Linked DNA regions of Sus scrofa: region 1 is linked to region 2. The links are chromatin contacts, called in public Hi-C maps. All regions are on one chromosome and are shown on one strand. The core of a region is the stretch at or near the end of the contact, and the rest is flanking DNA. Distances in the headings are between cores, read along the strand shown.

Region 1 (4,054 bases), core at 417-2,916, 700 kb before region 2:
AAAGAAAGAAATGCATCTGGGCCCCTCTTGGAGCCCCTTCACCTTCACTTCCAATTTCCTTACTTTGACCACCCCCCTCTGGATGAGTTTAGTACAGTTTGGTCTGTCTTACTGTTGTACAGTATTTACTATTCTCTCTGTTCTTTATCAAAATCTACTTCTTCAGGAAAACCAGTTTTGATTAGAAGTTAGAAAGAAAAGATTTAGGTACAACCAACTCATATTATGGGGACTGACCAGTAACCCAAGAACGAAAGAAGCCATTCAGTACTTTTTTATTTATTTATTTGTTTGTTTTGTCTTTTCTAGGGCCACACCCATGGCATATGGAGGTTCCCAAGCTAGGGATCTAATTGGAGCTGTAGCTGTCAGCCTACGCCAGAGCCACAGCAGTGGGGGATCTGAGCTGCATCTGAGACCTCACAGTGACGCTGGATCCTTAACCCACTGAGCAAGGCCAGGGATCGAACCCGCAACCTCATGATTCCTAGTTGGATTCATTAACCACTGAGCCATGACGGGAACTCCCATTCAGTATTTTTAAAGGTGGGTGTTTATAAACTCCAGTGGGCGTAGATAGATAGTTGATCCGTGGGAGGAGGAGAGGTGGAAATTTCCAGGCAGTGTATGATGTATCTGGGTCAGAAGAGGTGACCATTTCTAACAGAAAGGTTTGTCTTCATATCAGCCCTTCCCTAGAATCCCTCTCTCTGGGTCTGCCTAATTCAACTCTTAGAGTCTGCACTGCAACCTGAATACATTCCCATGTGACTTCCCTTCCCACTTTGTGAAACCTGTGACTCAGATCCCACTTCTAGTATCAGCTTTGTTTTCATACCCTTCATGTCCTTCTTAGAGATGCCAGAGACCAAGAAAGATTCTCTCTTCCCTGATATCCAACCCAGCCTGGCTCTAGAATGGGTGGTCAACCCACTGATACCTGCCATGAGCAGGGCTCCCAGCAGGCATGCCCCCACATCACCACCTTCCTTAGCCTTTAAGTTTCAGTTTCCTTCTCTGCAAAACAGTGCTAGTATTAGAACTGAAATAATTGGGGGTCCCCTGGTGACCTAGTGTTTAAAGACCTGGCCTTGTTACTGCTGTGGCTTGAGTCTTTGTTGTGGTGTGGTTTCAGTCCCTGGCTGGGAACTTCCACATGTGGTAGGCATGGTCAAAAAACAAACAAACAAACCAAAGGACTGAAATAATTGAAAGGTTATGATGATCGAATGAAATAAAACAGATTAAATTATGTTGTCAACTTGAGCAAGTAAAAACTTAGCAAGTGGAAAAGGGTTCCTTGTTGTGGTTCTGCCCCCTCCATGCCTTCTTCCATCATTTCCTTGGCTCTTAGATTTCTGTGCTTTTGCAACCAATTTCTTCTTATTCAAGGTGAGGGGGCTTGTTGCTCAGCTCAGCATATCAACAGGGTTTTCAGTGAAGATCCCTAATGGGATACTTCCCACTGGGTGCTCATTTCGCCACACCCAAGTCTGTCTGTGGCTTGCTGTTTTGCTTCCAGAACACTCTTCCCATGGCAGTTCCAGCTCCTTCCTTGGCTCTTTCCCAAGGCCTTCCAGCACAGCTGTTTACAGGATGGTCTTGAGTTTATGAGCAGATTACAGCCCATCAGATCTGCCAGTGCATCCTCTGCCAGACATCTGTCTCTATGACCTCTCACATTAAGGAACCATACTCCTTATACAAACACACAGATGTTAGGAAGGAAGCTGGGCCTGCCTCTCTTTTTATTCTCAGCTCTTCGCGTTGATGGCATCCTGTGCCCCAGATGATCCAGGCAAGAGAAACCCAGTCTTTTTAACCTCAGGTGCCTGAAGTCCTATGGAGCTTCCAGGGTCTTCCTAGAGCCTCATCCAAGCTTGGATACAGATCACCATACTTGCTTCTTCTCTCTCCACATCCTGTCTAATCTTTCTGTAGAAACTGGTGCATATCCAGAAAATCTCGCTAAGATAATTCATGAAGATGACTATGCCAAACAACAGATTTTCAGTGTGATTGAAACAGCTTTATAGTGGAAGAAGATGCCCTAGGACTTGGATAGCTGGAGAAGAGAAGTCAGTGTCTGACTTCATGTAGCTGGTGGCTCTAGGTTGAAGCCAGTGCTCATTTATCATTCTGAAAACCCTATGGCCTTTAAAAACTTTGCTAAATCTACCTTGGCTGTGATCTATAAATGGAATAACAAAGTAGATGACAGCACAACTCTTTACAACATGGCTTATGATATTTTAAACCTAATTTACAGATCTACTACTTAGTAAAATATTTCTTTCAAAATATTTCTGCTCATTGACAATGTACCTGGTCACCCAGTAGCTCTGATGGAGATGGACACGATTCAAGTTGTCTTCATGCCAGCTGACACAACATCCATTCACAGCTCATGGATCAAGGAGTAATACTAACTTTTAAGTCTTTTTCTTTAGGAAATACATTTTGTAATCTGGTATGGCCATAGCTTCCATGCATAATGATTCCTCTGCTGGATCTGGGGGAAGTACATTGAAAGCCTTCTGGAAAGAATTCATCATTCTTAATGCCACTAAAACATTCACAGTTCATGCGAAGAGGTCAAAATAACATGAACAGGAGTTTAGAGGAAGTTGATTCCAGCCCTCATGGATGATGCTGAGGGGTGAAAGACTTCATGGAGGAAGTAACTGCAGATGTGGTGGAAACAGCAAGAGAACTGGAATCAGAAGTGGAGCCTGAAGACAGCACTGACTTGCCGCAATCTCATAGTAAACTGATGTGGATGAGGAGTTGCTTCTCATGGATGAGCCAAGGAAGAAGATCCTTGAAATGGAATCTACTCCTGGAGAAGATGCTGTGAAGATGGTTGAAATGACAATAAAGGATTTAGAATATTCCATAAACTTATTTGATAAAGTAGCAGCAGGGTTTGAGAGGACCGACTCCAATTTTGAAAGTTCTTTGGTGGGTAAAATGCTATCAGACAGCACTGCATGTTATGAAGAAATCATTAGCGAAGAATCAATCGGTGGGGCCAGCTTCCTTGTGGTCTCATATTAAGAAATTGCCACCACTACCCAACCTTCAGTAGCAGCGTCCTGATCAGTCAGCAGCCATCAACATTGGGGCAGGACCTCTAGCAGCAAAAAGACTATATAACTCACTGATGTTTCAGATGATGGCTAGAATTTTTTTATTAATGAAATATTTTAAATTTATAGATGTATGTTTTTAGACATAATGCTACTGCAAAATTAATAGACTGCAGTATAGTATAAACATAATTTCACATGCCCTTGGAAACCAAAAATTTCATGTGACTTGCTTTACTAAGCTATTTGCTTTATTGTAGCGGTCAGAAGCTGAACCCTAAATATCCCCAGGTATTCCTGTGGAGTAATTCATCAGATAGGTATTGGATACATGAATTCTTTACATTAACAAGCAGTATTTTGTTCTCATTACTTAAAGGTAGAAGACACAATAGTTTTAGGCTTCATGCAAGTGTCAGTAATGAGGAAAATTCAACATATCCCTTTCATTACTCTTGTCTTTCTCACCTGGACTAGCTTAGAAGGCTGTAATAAAGGAGGGACAAAGGTCTTTTTAAAACCTCTTTGTGAATATGTGGACAGGTCTGAAGAAAAATGGGTTCAGATTCTCCTAGAACTTATGGGTATGGAAGTTGCCATTGATTTAGCTGGATGATATGATGAGGAAGGAGCTATGGTAAACACAGGAATGAGAATTACAGTAGGGCCAACTGGTTATTTACTGAGCAGGTATGTTTATTTGAATTAAGAAATTTGTTTTTGCATGTTTTCTTCCTCTCACTGGGAATCCCCTAAGAGACAGAGAGGAGACCTCATCTGTGAGGGTCAGATATAAACGACCAAGTAACTCAGCAAGACAACAAAGCGAAGATTAGGGGAGGCTTAGTCAGTGTTTCTAAGTAGAACTCTACTCAGGGATTAAGGATATGATGTCATTTCTAGGAAGAAAATAAGCATGAATTGGGCAATTGCCACAAAATTTATTTATTTATTTTTGGAATGTT
Region 2 (3,702 bases), core at 198-2,697:
CTGCCCCAGAAGCCTTTCCTTCTCTTGTCATTGCAGAACCGAGGGGTGGCCCTGGGGGGCAAGGGGGTCACTTGAGCCCCAAGCCTAGAGGCAGGCCAGGGAGACCCACTTGGGGATGGGGCTGTCAGTGGCCTCTTTGCTCTACCAACTCACCGTGGTGGCTGAAATTCCATCACTCAACTCATTCCCTGGGATTAAGAAACAATGTCCTGAAAAAACATTGTAAAATGTGCTTATGAAGGAGTTCCCGTTGTGGCTCAGCAGTTAGGAACCTGATTAGTATCCATGAGGAAACAGGTTTGATCCCTGGCCTCACTCAGTGGGTTAAGGATCCGACATTGCCATGAGCTGTGGTGTAGATCAATGACTCGACTCAGATCCCCCATTGCTGTGGCTGTGGTGTAGGCCAGTGGCTGCAGCCCAAATTGGACCTCTAGACTGGGAACTTCCATATGCTCTGGGTGTGGCCCTAAAAAGAAAAAAAATGTCCTTGTGAAAGAGGCAGAGGGGGAAGGCCACCCTTTCACCTGCTGAGGAAGAGCCCCCACCTGGGCAGGCAGAGAGCGGGGTCTGCAGGGAGTGAGAAGTAAGGCCACTGAGGGGTGAAGGAGCCATGTCAGGAAGGCTCTGGAACATGTCCCTGCAAGGAGCTGGCAGCCGGGCAGCGCCCACACCAAGAATGCAGCAGAGGACTCCCTTCAGAGAGCAAGCCCATGGCAACAACGGATTCTCTATCTGACCCTTAACTCACCCCCAAAAGCCACCACCACCAGGGAGGCCCCTGGCCTGCATTCATGGCTGCCTCTCCAGCATCCAGTCCGTAGCTGGCACATAGCAGGCCCTGATGAGATTTCCAGGAAGAATGAATAAGTGAACAAGGCTGAAGAGAGGTCCATCCCCAGCAAGGAACAGTGACCCCCCTCTCAGTTCCACAGAGGGTCCCAGAAGCCTGTGACAACACAGACCCAAGTGGCAGGAAGTGATCCATGGAGCCCCCCCATCTAGCATTCGCGGGTCCACAGCTGAGGACTCATTTGACAAACTTACCCCAGCAGCTTCTGGAACAGAACCGAGCTCCCTGCTGCCTTTCAGAATTTCTTCAGGGAGAAAGAGAATTTTCCTGGCCATTGGGCCAGAATAGAAAAACAAGGCTACATAAAACAGGCCTAAGAGGGAAAGGGTAGGCCAAAACGGAGGTGCCCCTCTCTCCCCCGACCTCACTTTTTTTTTTTTTGCAGCAAGGAAGAGGAAGAGGAGGGGGAGGGGAGAGGGAAGAGGAGGATGGGGTCCCAGCATATTGACCCCCCCACCCCCTCGCAGAGGTCCTCGCAGGCAGGGAGTCGAAGAAAAGTTTTCCGAAGCTGATTACTGAGAGGGTAACTGAGTACACGGAGCACATGTGAACAGGCTCCTCGTTTCCAATTCAGGACTGTCAGATGGTGATTAATGACTAACAGCCACGGAGCGGCCTTGATTGCCAAGTGCCGTATTGTTAATGCTGACATTTAATGATGCCGGACACAACTCCAGCACAATTCCACACCATCATCCGCAAATAGCGCTCGACGGACTTAATTGGTTAAGTGTGTGTGTATGTGTGTGTTTGTGTGTGTGTGTGTGTAGGAGGGGAGGTATAAAGGGCGAGGTATAAAGGGAGGTATAAAGAAGTGAGACGTCTATGTTTGAATTCACCCTAGTTGCACATCTATATTTTAATATGTGTAGCCGTGTTATCACAAGAGTCGAGGTCGGGGGAGAGTCTATCTGCCGACTCACAACAGCACCTCAGTCCCCACCTGACGCCCCCAGCGCCACACCCCACCAGCCACTCATCTGACCCCTGCTGCGGTCCCCCTACCACCACCACCACCACCACTGCTGTCTCTCAGGGGCATGTCTGTGAAGTTAAAACACATGAAAGAGCTTTGAAAGAAGAAGTTGTCTGGAAGTGGGCCTGGATCCAGGGCTCCTGAGAAGCCACTTTTTCACTGGACTCAGATCAATGGTCCCTTGGCCCGTCTGACTGGGCCATCCCGCCTTTGCCAAGAGGGAACCGTTACCCCCGTTCCGGAACTCAACCCTCTCTTAGGAAAGGAACAGAATCCATCCTCATGTTCTAGAAACAGAGTCCCAGGCCACAGGGACAGAGAGACAGGCCCAGCAAGGATAACCAGGGCCAACTGAGCAGGGTGACAAGGGGTCCGGGAGAGGAAGGAGATCTTTGCTCCAAAAAGGACATCCGTGTGAGGAATCCATATTCGTGGAGCCTGGCTCCACTGGGCAGAGGGAGGGTGAAGCCCAGGGAGCTGCCATCTGGTTGGGGAGGTAAGTGGGCAGAGCAGGACAGCCTGGACTCTGGCTGCTGAGGCCCCATTCAGAGGTCAGTGCAGAGGAGGGAACTGTCTAGAAAAGGCAGGGAATATGCAAGGGGTCTGACTCCCGGCAGCCCTTGCGTGAAAAGAGCTGGAAAGGCCCTTCTCTAGGTAAGGGTTTTAGAAAGTTGAACTCCCATGAACTCCCCTTCAAAACCTTGTTCCTCAAAGTGTGGGTATAAGACCAGCAGCATTGCTGTGGCCTGGGAGCCTGTGAAAAATGCAGAATTTCAAGCCCCACCCCAGATCAGTGGCTCTACATCTGCACTTGAACTGGTCCCCTCGGGATCAGCAAGTGCAGTCAAGTTTGAGAAGCACAGCTCTAAATGCCCTGGTCAGGAAGCCACATGCAGAAGCAGGCTTGCCCCAAGGACCCGGCTCCCGGAAAGTCTCCTGACGTTTGCCTGAAGTGCTGCTCACCCCAAGGAGACCAGGGCTCCCCACATCTTTCCTGGTCACTCCCCATGACCCTGTGGCCCCTGGCCACATCTCAGAGAAGTAGCAGTGTGCACCCTGTTGCTTTTCTCCATTTGGAGCAGGAACCTAGAGGGAAGGCCCAACAGCCCTGGTTTTTAGGACTTGTTACAGCGGGAGGCCCAGGTGGCTTTGCCAAGCTCACCCCTGGCTGATCCCCCGTGGGCTTGGGTCACAGGAGCAGGTGACTCTTCTGTGGGTGTCCCAGGTCTAGTGGTGGGGACTGAAGCCCCCCATGCTGAGGAATCAATCCATCACTGAGACCTCCTCTGTGTAATGACCCTCAGGGCCCACGTCCACTTCCTTAGGCTCTGCTAACCTCCCTGCCCGCCCTGCTCAGAAAACAATAATCAAAAGCTAATGTGTTTTTCTTGTGGCTCTGGCCTAGGGGTGACCCTGCTGGGACCCCACCTTCCAAATCCCCTTGGATGCCCCAGCACATCTTCCTGCTAGGTCTCTCCTCTTTGAAATGATGGCCTAGGAGTTCCTGTTGTGGCTCAGCTGGTTAAGAACCTGACATAGCCTCCGTGATCCCCGGTCTCGCTTAGTGGGTTAAGGACCCAGCATTGCTATGGTTGTGGGGGAGACCTGTAGCTGCAGCTCCAATTCGACCCCTAGCCTGAGAACTTCCATATACTGCAGGTGCAGCTTTAAAAAAAAAATCTTTTTAATTAAGAAAATAAAAGAAACTATGGCCTATTCTTTTCCTTTTTTTGGCCACACCCGAGGCATATGGAAATTTCCCAGACCAGGATTAAACCCACACCACAGCAGTGACTCCAGCCACTGCAGTGACAACACTGGATACTTGCCCCACTGTGCCACCAGGAAACTCCCTAGCTGCCCTTTCTTTCCC

The links. Hi-C and Micro-C count contacts between places; a contact is called where the count stands out from the background.
Region 1: a contact with region 2 is called in a Hi-C map of fetal skeletal muscle, with 2.5 times the contacts expected there. The contact joins two enhancer-like sites. A contact is called at or near these places in 1 of 5 promoter capture datasets (liver), 8 of 47 Hi-C or Micro-C datasets (fetal skeletal muscle, fibroblasts, heart right ventricle and 5 more) and 2 of 2 datasets of contacts at active chromatin or transcription factors (alveolar macrophages and skeletal muscle).

What each region holds. Positions count from the first base shown.
Region 1 is chr15:49,370,358-49,374,411 of Sscrofa11.1, reverse strand. All of the region lies in intron 18 of KCNU1 (potassium channel subfamily U member 1), which reads left to right. Among named protein-coding and RNA genes, the nearest start is that of KCNU1, 72 kb to the left of the region's middle. Within about 2 kb of position 1,666, at least 1 of the 83 cell types and tissues checked has an H3K27ac peak or open chromatin away from gene starts, as enhancers often do. A contact at or near this core is called in fetal skeletal muscle, where this site is marked.
Region 2 is chr15:48,674,681-48,678,382 of Sscrofa11.1, reverse strand. No RefSeq gene overlaps it. Among named protein-coding and RNA genes, the nearest start is that of ERLIN2, 15 kb to the right of the region's middle. Within about 2 kb of position 1,447, at least 6 of the 83 cell types and tissues checked have an H3K27ac peak or open chromatin away from gene starts, as enhancers often do. A contact at or near this core is called in fetal skeletal muscle, where this site is marked.